2 separate regions of the Mus musculus genome follow, and region 1 is linked to region 2. A link is a contact called in public HiChIP or PLAC-seq data. All regions are on one chromosome and are shown on one strand. The core of a region is the stretch at or near the end of the contact, and the rest is flanking DNA. Distances in the headings are between cores, read along the strand shown. Region 1 overlaps Kalrn (kalirin, RhoGEF kinase). Region 2 has its middle 11 kb from the start of 1700007L15Rik.

Evidence for each region. HiChIP or PLAC-seq counts read pairs in DNA pulled down with a chosen protein or histone mark.
Region 1: an H3K27ac HiChIP or PLAC-seq map of embryonic stem cells shows a contact between it and region 2, with 3 times the contacts expected there. The contact joins two enhancer-like sites. A contact is called at or near these places in 1 of 39 promoter capture datasets (liver) and 1 of 115 datasets of contacts at active chromatin or transcription factors (embryonic stem cells).

What each region holds. Positions count from the first base shown.
Region 1 is chr16:34,084,144-34,089,899 of GRCm38.p6, reverse strand. All of the region lies in intron 34 of Kalrn (kalirin, RhoGEF kinase), which reads left to right. Among named protein-coding and RNA genes, the nearest start is that of Gm41448, 33 kb to the left of the region's middle. Within about 2 kb of position 3,724, at least 11 of the 459 cell types and tissues checked have an H3K27ac peak or open chromatin away from gene starts, as enhancers often do. A contact at or near this core is called in embryonic stem cells, where this site is marked.
Region 2 is chr16:33,366,257-33,372,329 of GRCm38.p6, reverse strand. No RefSeq gene overlaps it. Among named protein-coding and RNA genes, the nearest start is that of 1700007L15Rik, 11 kb to the left of the region's middle. Within about 2 kb of position 1,394, at least 40 of the 459 cell types and tissues checked have an H3K27ac peak or open chromatin away from gene starts, as enhancers often do. A contact at or near this core is called in embryonic stem cells, where this site is marked.

The DNA.
Region 1 (5,756 bases), core at 2,475-4,974, 720 kb before region 2:
CCAGGGGAAGCTCGGATGCTGACTGTGGAATGATGTGCTGTCCCTGCGGGTAATGGTACCATCTGCCTGCCGTTCAAATTAGATCTGCCTGGTTTGCTTTAAAGACTCTTCTATCCAAAGATGACAGTGTATGCCAGCGTGACTCTATCATTCCCAGGAAGCAATCATGTGACTTTGCTGTTGTTTGTTTTGAGCCCTGGTTTAGTTTCATTGAAAGAAAACCCTCTCTTTTTTTGCCTATTTATTTATTTATAAGAGACTTACTATGTGGCCCAGGTTGGCTTCAAATTCCTGGCCTCAAACCATCTTCCTGCCTCGTCCTCCTACCTTAGCCTTCCAAGTAGCCAAAACCACAGGCATGCGTCTTCAATGCATGGTGGAAATGAACCCACAAAATGCATTGCTCTCATTCCAGCTTTGACTGCATCTAGTTTTATGTAACAATGTTTTAATTCACTTGACAAATGTTTAAGATCTGACTGCATGTTAGCCCTGGATCTAGAGCAGGGACGCCTGGAAGAGGCGGGGACCCATGGTGGTGCTTACTGCAGTAGGCTGCTGTGAGGATCAGTTAAGGTGATGTCTGTAAAGGGCTAAGATAGCACCAGGCACAGGACTCACTTGTTAATGACAGCAGTGTGCTGGACATAGACTCTGGCCTCTGGGTCATAATGATGAAATCCGCATTCCTAAACTATTTAATGGTCCTGGCTGAAACCATCACCACTGTGGTCAGTGTTGTGCAGTTGTCAAAGAAGTTGTCAAATGTGTCATCTTCTTTTTTAAAAAAAATTTAAATCAATTTTGAAACCTATGAATACTGCTATAGCATCATAATCATCTTATTTCATAAAGGACTCAACCAAGGACTGAGAAACCTAAGTGGCCCCAGGTTGTCCTTCTTCTGGGTGGGAACACGGGTGTTGTTTTGTCTTTGCTGGGGATGGAAGCCAGGATCTCCCATGTGCTAGGCAAGCACTCTACCCAGCACTGGGTCAATTATGATGCTTAGATCCCGAGAAGCCACATTCTCAAAAAAAAAAAAAAAAAAAAAAAAGGCCATTTTTTTTCTCCTGTTTCTTGACCTCAGCTAGCAATCTAATAGAAATCTTTGTCCCCCTATGATACAGCCACTGTGTGTGCAGATAGATCCTTTGATGCTTCTCCAGACAGTTTCTGCCTAGACTGGAGGGAAGGAAAAAAAAAATACACCTCTCGCCCCAAAGTTCTTGGTGCTCAGCTGAAGTTTAGGCAAGGTTGCCTATATCCTTCATAGGTAAGGTACAGAGTGCCTTGGCTCCCTGCCTGGTCCTTTTCGGTGACTAATGGGACTCATCTTTCAACTTCTGGAGGCAGTACCACTTTCTGGGTGGTACTTCCTGGAAGGAGGGGAGTCTTGGTTACACCCTGAAGTGGCCGAGAGGCTGCCAGTGGCCTTGCCTGTAAGTGAGCAGAGCTTAAGAGTTTGGGAGCTCGTTCTTCCACATTCTTCCTGCCCCTCTGGTGACCATGGTGAGGAACCCAGGTTGGAGGGAAGGACCCCTTCTGCTGCTGCTTTAAGGCAGCAGCTACTTTGTATCCGTGGCTCTATGGCTGTTAGCAGGAGTGTAGCACGTATGAGTTTCCTCTCTCAGAGCAGCTGGTGGATCACCAGATAACAGGACATCCCTAGCTTCTCCACTTCCAGCACTAGACTCTGTGCATTTTTAGGGATAGGGGTGTTATCTTTCTCCATCCACATGGGAGCCAAGCTTCACTGTTAAAAATGGTGCTAAACAGTCCGCACTGGCCAGTTTGCACAGCCCCGTCTCACACCAGTGCTATGAATCCTCTCTCTCTTGCTGGCAGAAGCCTGGAAGCTGAAGTGACCTGGTGTGGTCAGTCAGGACAATGGCAAGGACAATGGTAGACTTGCTAGTCTCAGCCCCCAGACCCTTAACAGCTTGTGATTTACCAAGCTACCTGGGGTGAGACACAAAGGCTTAGTACCTCTCTGACGTTTCCTCTGGCTTCCTTTCTCTTTCTGGTTTGTCCCTCTTTCCCCCTCCCCCCTCCCTGTCCCTTTTCTCCCCCCCCCACCTCTCTCTATCCCCCCCTCCCCCCCCCCCCGACTTTTCATCCTTTATCTCCTCCCTCTCCCTTCCCCCAGCTCCTGAAAGAAAAAGCATTCTGTCTGAGAAGGCCACCTCTCCTAGGGGAATTCTTGTTTTGGGAAGTCCAAGAGGCCTCCTTGGCAATCACTCTGGCTGGGCTGGGGGCTGGGAGAGAGAGGGAAAAGAGGAACCTGGAGAGCTCTGTGCTCTGGGAGCTTCCTGAGGTATCTTCTTACTCAGGAAGAACCGTGTCGCCTCCGTTTCTCTCCTTACTGTGGTCACCACAAAACCAAATGTTAGACAAAGAGGACTTGGCTGGAACTCAGTTCACCTCTTTCTATGCAAATTGGATCGTAATTTACATAATGTTTCAGAACTTGCTTTTATTTCACCTTGTGAACCTCTTCCAAGTAGACATTAGGAATTTGTGTTGTTGTTGTTGTTCTGGAACTCACCAGGCTTGGAACACAAGAGATCTGCCTGCTTCTGCCTCCTGAGTCGTGCTGCCCACCACACCTGGCAGAATTTTGTTTTTTTCCAGTGATGGTGCCGGCACGCAGAAACTTTTGCATGCTGGGCAAAGATACTATCAGTAATCTCAGTCCTCAGCCCTCCAGGATATTTGGACGGCTAAGTATGTAAACAGATTTGAGCTCGAAAACTGTTGGTGTGAGTTTTGTGTAGCCAGTAAAGCTTGTGGGAAGCTACGAGGGAGGGCTGAGGGTTAGGACGCAGGTGTTTCTGAGGTCACATGTGGACGGACACACTAATGCTTGAATGCTTGGCCTGGAGTTTGTCTCCCTTCCATACCTTCCGTTTCTGCAGAGGTAGATTTTTTTCACCACGTAGACCTGTTCTCTCACCTGTCCCCTCGGGACATCTGTGAACTCTAGAGGCTGGAGCTGCAGAGCCGACCCTCCCTCCACTCCTTGGTCATGTGACTCATCTCAAAAAGCAGGTCCAAGAGTTTTTTGTTTCTGTTCTTCGAGACATTCCATAAAATATAGGTCATTAAATCCATGTAAATGAGAAGGGAGGATCTATTTCTTTTTTCTGACTAGGGAAAAAAAATAGGTAAATGTAAAAAAATTAAATATAGGCAGATGAAGATAAAATTCCATGCCTTAAACATAACAACTTCTAGAGCAGTGGTTCTCAACCTTCCTGATGCTGTGATCCATTAATACAGTTCCTCATGTTGTGATGACCCCTGACCATTGAATTATTTTCACAGCTACTTCATAACTGTAATTTTGCTACTGAGCAGTGTCTCAGTTCCTAAGACCATTGGAGATAGATGCTTTCCAATGGTCTAACCCACAGGTTGGAAACGTGTGTGTGTGCATGTGCGTGTGTGTGTGTGTGTGTGTGTGTGTATACATTTACAGGGGTTACAAAATATTCTAGACTTTGAGAACAGATTACTAACCATAGGTAGCTTGAGATTGGAGCATTGTGGTTCCTCCCTAGAAAGAACCAGACACACCCCTTTGGGGCTTCCTATTTCATTTGAATACTGTTCAGTCTCAAACCTGGGACCTACAGCAAACTGAGGTGCCCATTTAACATATCAAGGAGTCCTGGCCACCAGACTCTCCTATCATCCCTCAATCTCTGCCTGTTACAAGGTATGGCTGGCATTTTCCCCACCCGCCTCCCTGAACTCCCCAGCCCAGAGGCTGGGCTACCCTCCCCATTCACTCTGGGCTCTCCCAGATGTTTCTGCCTCTGGCTATGCTCTCCCTCTTCTCTGTAGTAAATCTTCTCCACCACACCTAGGTCTTGTCCACCATTCTTTTCTCTTTTCCCTTCATCTGGTGCAAAACCCCAGGTCTGCTTTGCTATGTTAAATAGGCACCTCTGTTAGCCATTTGCCCTGGGTTTGAGACCTTAACAATATCACTAGATGCTTTTTAATCATGCATCAATGTGAATTGTTCCTATTTAATCAACTTCCTTATTTGAAGTGATATTTCATTTTTGCTCTAAACAGTATTATAAGGACACCTACCCATACCTGCATCCCAAGGGCAGATTCCTAGAGTGGAGGGTCTTCCCTGGGAGGATCTCTGAACTTGGAAGCTCATCTGCTACCAGTAGCTTCATCCCCTTTGAGAGGAGCAGGGTGCTGGGTTTTGTTTAGGATTATGAAAAGCACCCTCTGGAACTTGGAATTTCATGATTCCCAACTGTTTACCTCTGTTTACATTTTCTGAATTAACTTAATTCTTTTATATGAAAAAAAAAAAAGCCCTGGCTCAGAGTATAACAAACTAATACCTTTGATTCTTGGGCTATGTACTAATATACAGAGTCTATAAATAGAACTGTATTTTGTGGTTCCGTATTGCAAGGTAATAGATTGCTGTAATGAGAGGCTGGGTTAAGAGCCACAGTGAATGTGAATGCCGGATAGACTGCTTTTCTCTGAGACCTTGTACAACTTATATAAATAAATTCTTTTTCTTGTTTGTTTGAGGGTTTTATTTTCCTGGAAAATAGAAATGACCCTGGAATCTATTCATGGAGAATTTTGCAAAGCATAAATGAGTTGACATATGTAAACCACTCAGGCTGCTTTGTTGTAAGTGCTAGGGAAGTGTTTGGTTGTTGTGGATCATCCCGAAGTCCCGAGGGTCATGTTGAAATGACTTCAGCAGTCCCTTAATCATGTGGGAAGTTAAGGCACACACTTTCCGAGTCACTCCAAAATTTTAGGACTACCAGAATTCACCAGGTGTCAAAGACACAGTATCAAAAAAAATTTTTTTAATTAAGACAAAAAGTAGAGTACTTCAGTTGTTTTAATTGGTTCCATGTTAGAGTGGAGATAATATTCTGCAAGTCCTTGTTGTGTTGAGTAAATTTGGGACTAGTGCTCATAGAAAATTCTAGATGACGCTAGGTAGATTCAGGTTTCCAGATATTTTACAGTCCAGCTTGGGAACTGATCCGTAAGTGTGAAACAGTTATAGCAAACGAACAAGAAAAGGAAGAATTTGTCATCAAGATCAAGAATGCTGGCATTGTGAGTTCCTATCTGATTGCTAATTAATGTAATTAAGCAGATGCTAATGGGGTCATCTGGGAGGCTTCCCAAAGCACAGAACACAGGTTAGGGCTTTTAAAGGACTGCAATTCCAAGTGAATAAAGGAGCAGAAACATGCAGTGGACCACAAAGAAAGTAGGGCTGCCCAATCTATTTATTCCCTGGGGCTCAGTGGGCATGAAGTGAAGCTAGTTCAAACTGAGATGCCCCTCTGCTGCACACACCAGCTTAATTTAAAAAAAAAAAAAAAAGTAGAGTGCCACAATTGTTTGAATTGGGTTCCGTGTTAGAGTGGAGATGATATTCTGCAAGTCCTTGTTGTGCTGAGTACTATACATTGTACTTTGGCCTCTTTTTATTTTTTTAGTGGAAATTAGGGAGATGACATCATACTATCTATAGCAGATGACTTGGCCTTTGAAAGGGGGAGGGTAGTGAAAGCAGAATGCACCTGCCTCTTTGTTTGGAAAAGTTAGAGCGAGTTGGACTGGATCCGGCCAGCGGAGAGCACAGCTCTTTGGAAAAAAAAATCTAGGACAACGGGGGACCCGGCAAACTGGAATTTCCTCCTAGATTCCTGAAACTAAATTTTGACCAAAAATCCTTTCCCGTG
Region 2 (6,073 bases), core at 145-2,644:
GAGGCTCATTGTGAAGTTACTTCTATGCTGTGCCAACACACCCATGCATGCCTTTATCCCAGCACTTGGGAGGGAAAGGCAGGTGGGAGTTTGGGGCCAGCCTGTCTACATAGTAAAACCCTGTCAGGAAAAAAAAAAAAGAAGAAGAAGAAGAAGAAGAAGAAGAAGAAGAAGAAGAAGAAGAAGAAGAAGAAGGAAGTAAGGATGGAAGGAAGGGAAGGAGACCAATGAATCTGGTGCCTGCCAAGGGTTTAACCAAATAAAGACAAACTGACCACTCTTTTATACATTAGAGCTGTGGATTTCTGTTAAGCAGAAATGGTATCAATCCAAAGCGTCTCTTTTCTAGACCGTATAAACCCCACTTCTGTAAGCCACTAGAGAGGCTGAGGCAAAAGAACTGATTGAGTCTAGGATTCTGAGGCTAGCATAAGCAAACCAGTCTTTTTTTTTTTTTTTTAAGATTTATTTATTTTATATGAGTACACGGTTGCTGTCTTCAGACACACCAGAAGAGGGCATCAGATCCCATTACAGATGGTTGTGAGCCACCATGTGGTTGCTGGGATTTGAACTCAGGACCTCTGGAAGAGCAGAGAGTGCTCTTGACCACCGAGCCATCTCTCCAGCCCATACAAACCTCTCTTAAAACAACAGACAACATTTCAAAGCCTGGTATAGCAGTGCCCGCCTGTAAGCCCAGTCCTTAGGAGGTGGCGGCAGGGAGATCTGGCACTCAAGGGTATCCTTTAGCTGCATATGGAGTTCAAAGCCAGCCAGGACTAGGAAAGATTCTGTCTACATATAAGATTTCTGACAATTAAAAAACAGTAAACATAAATAAATAAATATTCCACACAATTGTTTATTGCTATTGTGTGACTATGTACACAACATCTCTATGGGTCTGTGTGCAGGCGTGCACTCCATCTGGGTGTGCTTACCTGTGCACACGTGTGGAGGCCAGAAGGATCATGTTCTTACCAACAGGATCTCTTCCCGACTCCAGAGCTCAAATCATTTAGCAGGCAGGTAGCCATCACATTTTAAAAAGGTATCAAAGCATATTAAAGTTACCCTGCTACTAAACAATTGTTTAGATCAACACAGAGGCTAGTTGGTTTGGAAAACAACAAAACAAACAAACAGACAAAAACCCAAACTTCCGGCCAGCCAGTATTCAGTCTAGGTATTAGAAGCCACATGAAAGTGAAAAGACTCTAAGAAGGGCTAAGCGAGGTACTGGGTTATGAAGTCCACAGTGTGATGTTGGAGGGCACCGGAAGAGCAAAGGGCAGGGAGGGGGCAGGGGCGGGGAGTCGGCACAGGAAGCCATGGGGGCTATTTCACCTTCTCACTCATTGGCTGGTTATCCTCAGCAGCAACCATCTCATACCTTCCTAAGGAGAGCTCTGTGGCCACAGGGAACCGAAGGGCAAGGCTAGGAGCATAGCTCAGCACTAGAGCAAGCTCTGTCTGGGTTCAACTCTAGTAACCAAATCCTAAAAACCAAGGCCAGAAAGGCCTCCAATGCTATGGTTCAGAGAGGAATTAGACTAAACTCACAGACAGCTGCAGGAGACAGAGAGGATTTAAAATGTCTAAACCCCCAGGCAAATCCCTTTCACACACCCCGTGAAGTGACTCACTTCTTTTTAATAAATACTGCTTCCTGGAGGCAGCCATTTTATTCTTTCGGAAGATTATGCATCTCTATATGTTTTGTTCTTCCCTTACAAGAGGGAGAGAGTGCTCAGAAAAAGTTCAAAAGCCAACTGGTTTGAGATGTGCTCTGTTTGTGAAAAGAAAACTTTCAGGCAAGTGTGGTGGCTCACACCTATAATCCCAGAACTCTGAAGGCTGAGGCAGAAGAATCCTGAAGGCTGAAGGTCAGCCTGGTGGACAAAATGAGTTCTTGGACAACCTGGGCTATAGAATGAGAGTCTGGCTCTAACAACAAGAAGGTAAGTTTTGGGCTGGAGAGTTGCTCCGGTTAAGAGCACTGATGGCTCTTCCAGAGGTCCTGAGTTCAATTCCCAGCAACCACATGGTGGCTCACAACCATCTGTAATGGGATCTCATGCCCTCTTCTGGTGTGTCTGAAGACAGCAACACTGTACTCATATATATAAAATAAATAAATCTAAAAAAAAAAGTTTTAGTATTACTGTTAAAATCATTACCAGGAGCTGGAGAGATGGCTCAGAAATTAAAAGCATTGACTGCTCCTCCAGAGGACCTGAGTTCAATTCCCAGCACCCACGTGGCACTCACAATTGTAACTTATATGTTCATACTAACAGACATACGCGCACGCAGGCAACAGAACAAAGCACATGAAATAAAAATAAATAATTTAAAATCATCACCCACCTGGCCTCAGGCCACACATCATCTGTTTGCATATGTCTAACCCCACATGCCCTCTCTAGCAGAGGTAGATATGACATACAAACAGCCAGCATACACAATGATAGTCCTATCAGCAAGGACAATTACTATTTAGAACACTCTGTTTTGGAAAGTCAGTGTGGGAGTGCAGAGTACTGGGAAAGTTTCCATCTCTTTCGTTTTTAAATGTTTTGCTGTTTATAAAAGTCAAGGTCAGCGTTCTGTGGAATCATTTACTCCACATTCCCCACGATGCTGGGTTGTAGGACCACCACGGAAAAGAAGCGCCAGATCTGTCCCTCTCATTATCTATCCATGGCACATCGTCACCAGTCCTACAAATCACCTCACACCGAAGGGAATAATGGTATAAAAGTCTGATTTATATATACATATATAATGTATTATGTATATATTATATATGCTATATATTTAGTATATGTATATAACACTATATACAATATAAAAATATATATGGTAACATTAAATGTACTGAAAATATACAAGAAGTATTGGCTTTACTATTTAACCAAATGTGTGATATTTGCCTGATAGCTTCTATGCACCCAAGAGGACTGCAGAGAATTCAGAGACTGTCCACATATCTGCTGTGCCCTCCCCTTCTCTGCCAGGGCAGGCTTGCATACGGAGAAACTCACAGCCTCCTAGGCTGCAGATCCACACTTTACTCCATTCCTGACCTCTGTTCAAGCAGAAAGGAGGGATAAGGCCACACAGCACAATACACTGGCACTGGAGACCACCCTCCATTTTTCCAAGGCTCCTTGGGTGAGCATCAAGACTCACATCTGTCCCCCACTCAGGAGTCGTCCCTGAGTGCTCCCTGTGTGTCGGAGAATGGACTGGTGCTGAGAATAATCATTCCACTGAGAATTCTAGACATTTGTTCTTCGATTCACAGAACAATGCTATTGAGTGTCTGGTAAGTGATGCTAGAAATACATTGACAAATAAGAGCACCTCCCAGCACAGAAAGAACCTACAGTGTCCAGCGGGAGGAGTAAAACATGTGATTCAGTCCAGGAAGTACACGCTAACCCAGGAATGAGCACAGGATGCTGGAGGAGGATACAGCCCAGCCCAGAGCCAGAACAGCTTCCCCAAGGTGACATTGAAGCTGAGACCTGAAAGGGAGTGGTAGGCAGAGCTCTGGAGGGAAAGAGAAAGGCCTGTGTAGAGCCCTATTGAGAGAAACTATACTGTATTCAGGGGCCTACAAACTATTCAGAACCTTAGGGAGTGGGAAAATGTACATATATAATAAGAAATTACTACACATAACACTATATACAATAGATAACTTTATTATATACTTTAATAGCAGTATATTATATAGCTTTATAACATATAAAATATATAACTTTGTATTCTTTCCAATTATATATAATACTATAGACTAACAATAAAAAATTATTCATTGTATAATATATAGTTATATAAAATATAATACATTTATGATGTTAGTATGTTACACAATAAAATATTTTTATTGCTACATAATAAAAATTTTAACTTTATATGTATGTGTGTGATATGTGTGTTATGTGTCAGCAGAGAACACCAACAAGTACCAGTGTACCTGAGACTAATTTAAAACAACTGACAAGGTCTCAGTGTGTATCCCTGGCTGTCCTAGAACTCTCAATAGACACCAGGCTGGCCTTGAACTTACAGATCTGCCTACCTCTGTATATCAAAGAGAGAAAGAGAAGGAAGCACCGACTTCCTTTTCTCCACCAGGCTCCCACTCTTCTTTTTAAAGGCTTGTTTTATTTTTAAATCACATATAATGTATATGTGTGTGGGTATGCCACATATGCCTCTGAAGGCCAGAGAGGGTGTTGGACTGCCTGGAACATGTAAAGGAAGCTTAATCCAGCATCCTGGCTACTATGGCAAGGTGTCACATCCAAAGACCTTCTAGGCCTATGTGATAGGCTGGAATTCTGACAAGCTCTGGATTACAGTATGATCTGGCTGGAATACAGACATACCTTTATTACACACCTTTAATCCTTAACAATAAAGGTAAGATTAGTTTGTAGAAGGAGGCAGCCATGTTTAAAAGTGATCCCTAATAGAGGGGCAGACAGAATGACAAATCAGAGAAAGATTTGACAAAATGAGTCAGAGAAAGGATATGCCCAGCTCTTCACAAGAACAGCACAGGAAAGGGAGGCGACTTAGAGCAGCGAAGAGAAAGAGAACAGGCTAGACACGGATGGTGGTATGTGATGTGTGTGTATGACAGTTTACATGAACATGTTTACAGAGACAGGTTACAGAGAGAAGAAGCTAGACACAGTGAAGACAGAAAAGGCCAGAGAATGAGAAGGAGCCAGAAGATGAGAACAGATTGTCAAAGTTAGTATGAGGCCAGGCGGAGCAATTCTGTCAGAAGCCGAGAGAAGCTGGATTGAATCAATCTGCTTGGAAGATTGGATTGTACAGAGTCTAGAAGTTTCCAGGTGTAGGCCTGGGAATGATTAGAACAGAGAAAGAAACACTCTGATCTCAGCACAAGCCACGGGCTTGGGTACAGTTCTCATCTCACCCATCATCTGAGGAAATAAAAGTGACATTTAGCTGGGTGGTGGTGGTGCACACCTTTAATCCCAGCACTTGGGAGGCAGAGGCAGGCAGATTTCTGAGTTCGAGGCCAGCCTGGTCTACAAAGTGAGTTCCAGGACAGCCAGGGCTATACAGAGAAACCCTGTCTCAAAAAAAAAAAAAAGTGACATTTATAGGAATAAGTGGTTGTTCACTACCCAACAACCACTGGGAATAGAGCTCAGGTCCTCTCCAAGCGCAGTACTTGCTCTTACCATCTCTTAGACTGCCACTCTTAATGGATCCACCATTTCTCAATGGTGCTCATAGATCAGGGTCCAAACCACTGACACATGGGCCTTTAGGGACATACCTCCAAATCACAATATACACACCCCGGCATACATGCATGCATACGAGCCTCTGCTCCCATTGTAACATACTATTCTTACCTTGGGACAGGGTCAAAGAACATTCATTTTTCATTACATTTTATTTATTTATTGGAGGTGGCACACCATGGTGCACATGTGGAAGTCAGAAAACAACTTGTGGGAATAGGTTCTCCTCTTCTGTGATATAGGTCCCAGGGAGTGAACACTGGTCCTTCAGTTTGGCAACAGCTGCCTGTAACTGCTGAGCCACCTCTCTAGTCCCACAAAGAAAGTTTCAAGCTATTGGAGTGAGATCATCCAGGAGACTCTTGCAGTTTTTCATTCATGTATTCATTCAACTAGCAGTGTTAAAGGCCCTGGGGTTAAAGATAGTGAGCCAACTAGTACTCCGGCTGAGTTTGTGATTCTTCTGGTGCTAGGGAACTAAGATCTCACATGTGCGAAGCACACACTCTCCGGCTGGGCTACACCCTAGCCCCCAAACTTCCACTTGGCTGAGAAGATACTACCGAGAGCAAGTGAGCAAATGAAGCCTTATGCAGTGTAAAAGATGACGAGCTCTTAACAAGAACCAATTCAAGCTGAGTGTGGCCGTGCATGCCTGAACCTAGCAGGCTGAAAGCTTCTGTGAATTTGAGGCCAGCCTGGTCTACATAGTAAGTTTTCCAGGATGTCAGAGGCTACATAGTGAGACCCATGCCTCAAAAGAAAACAAC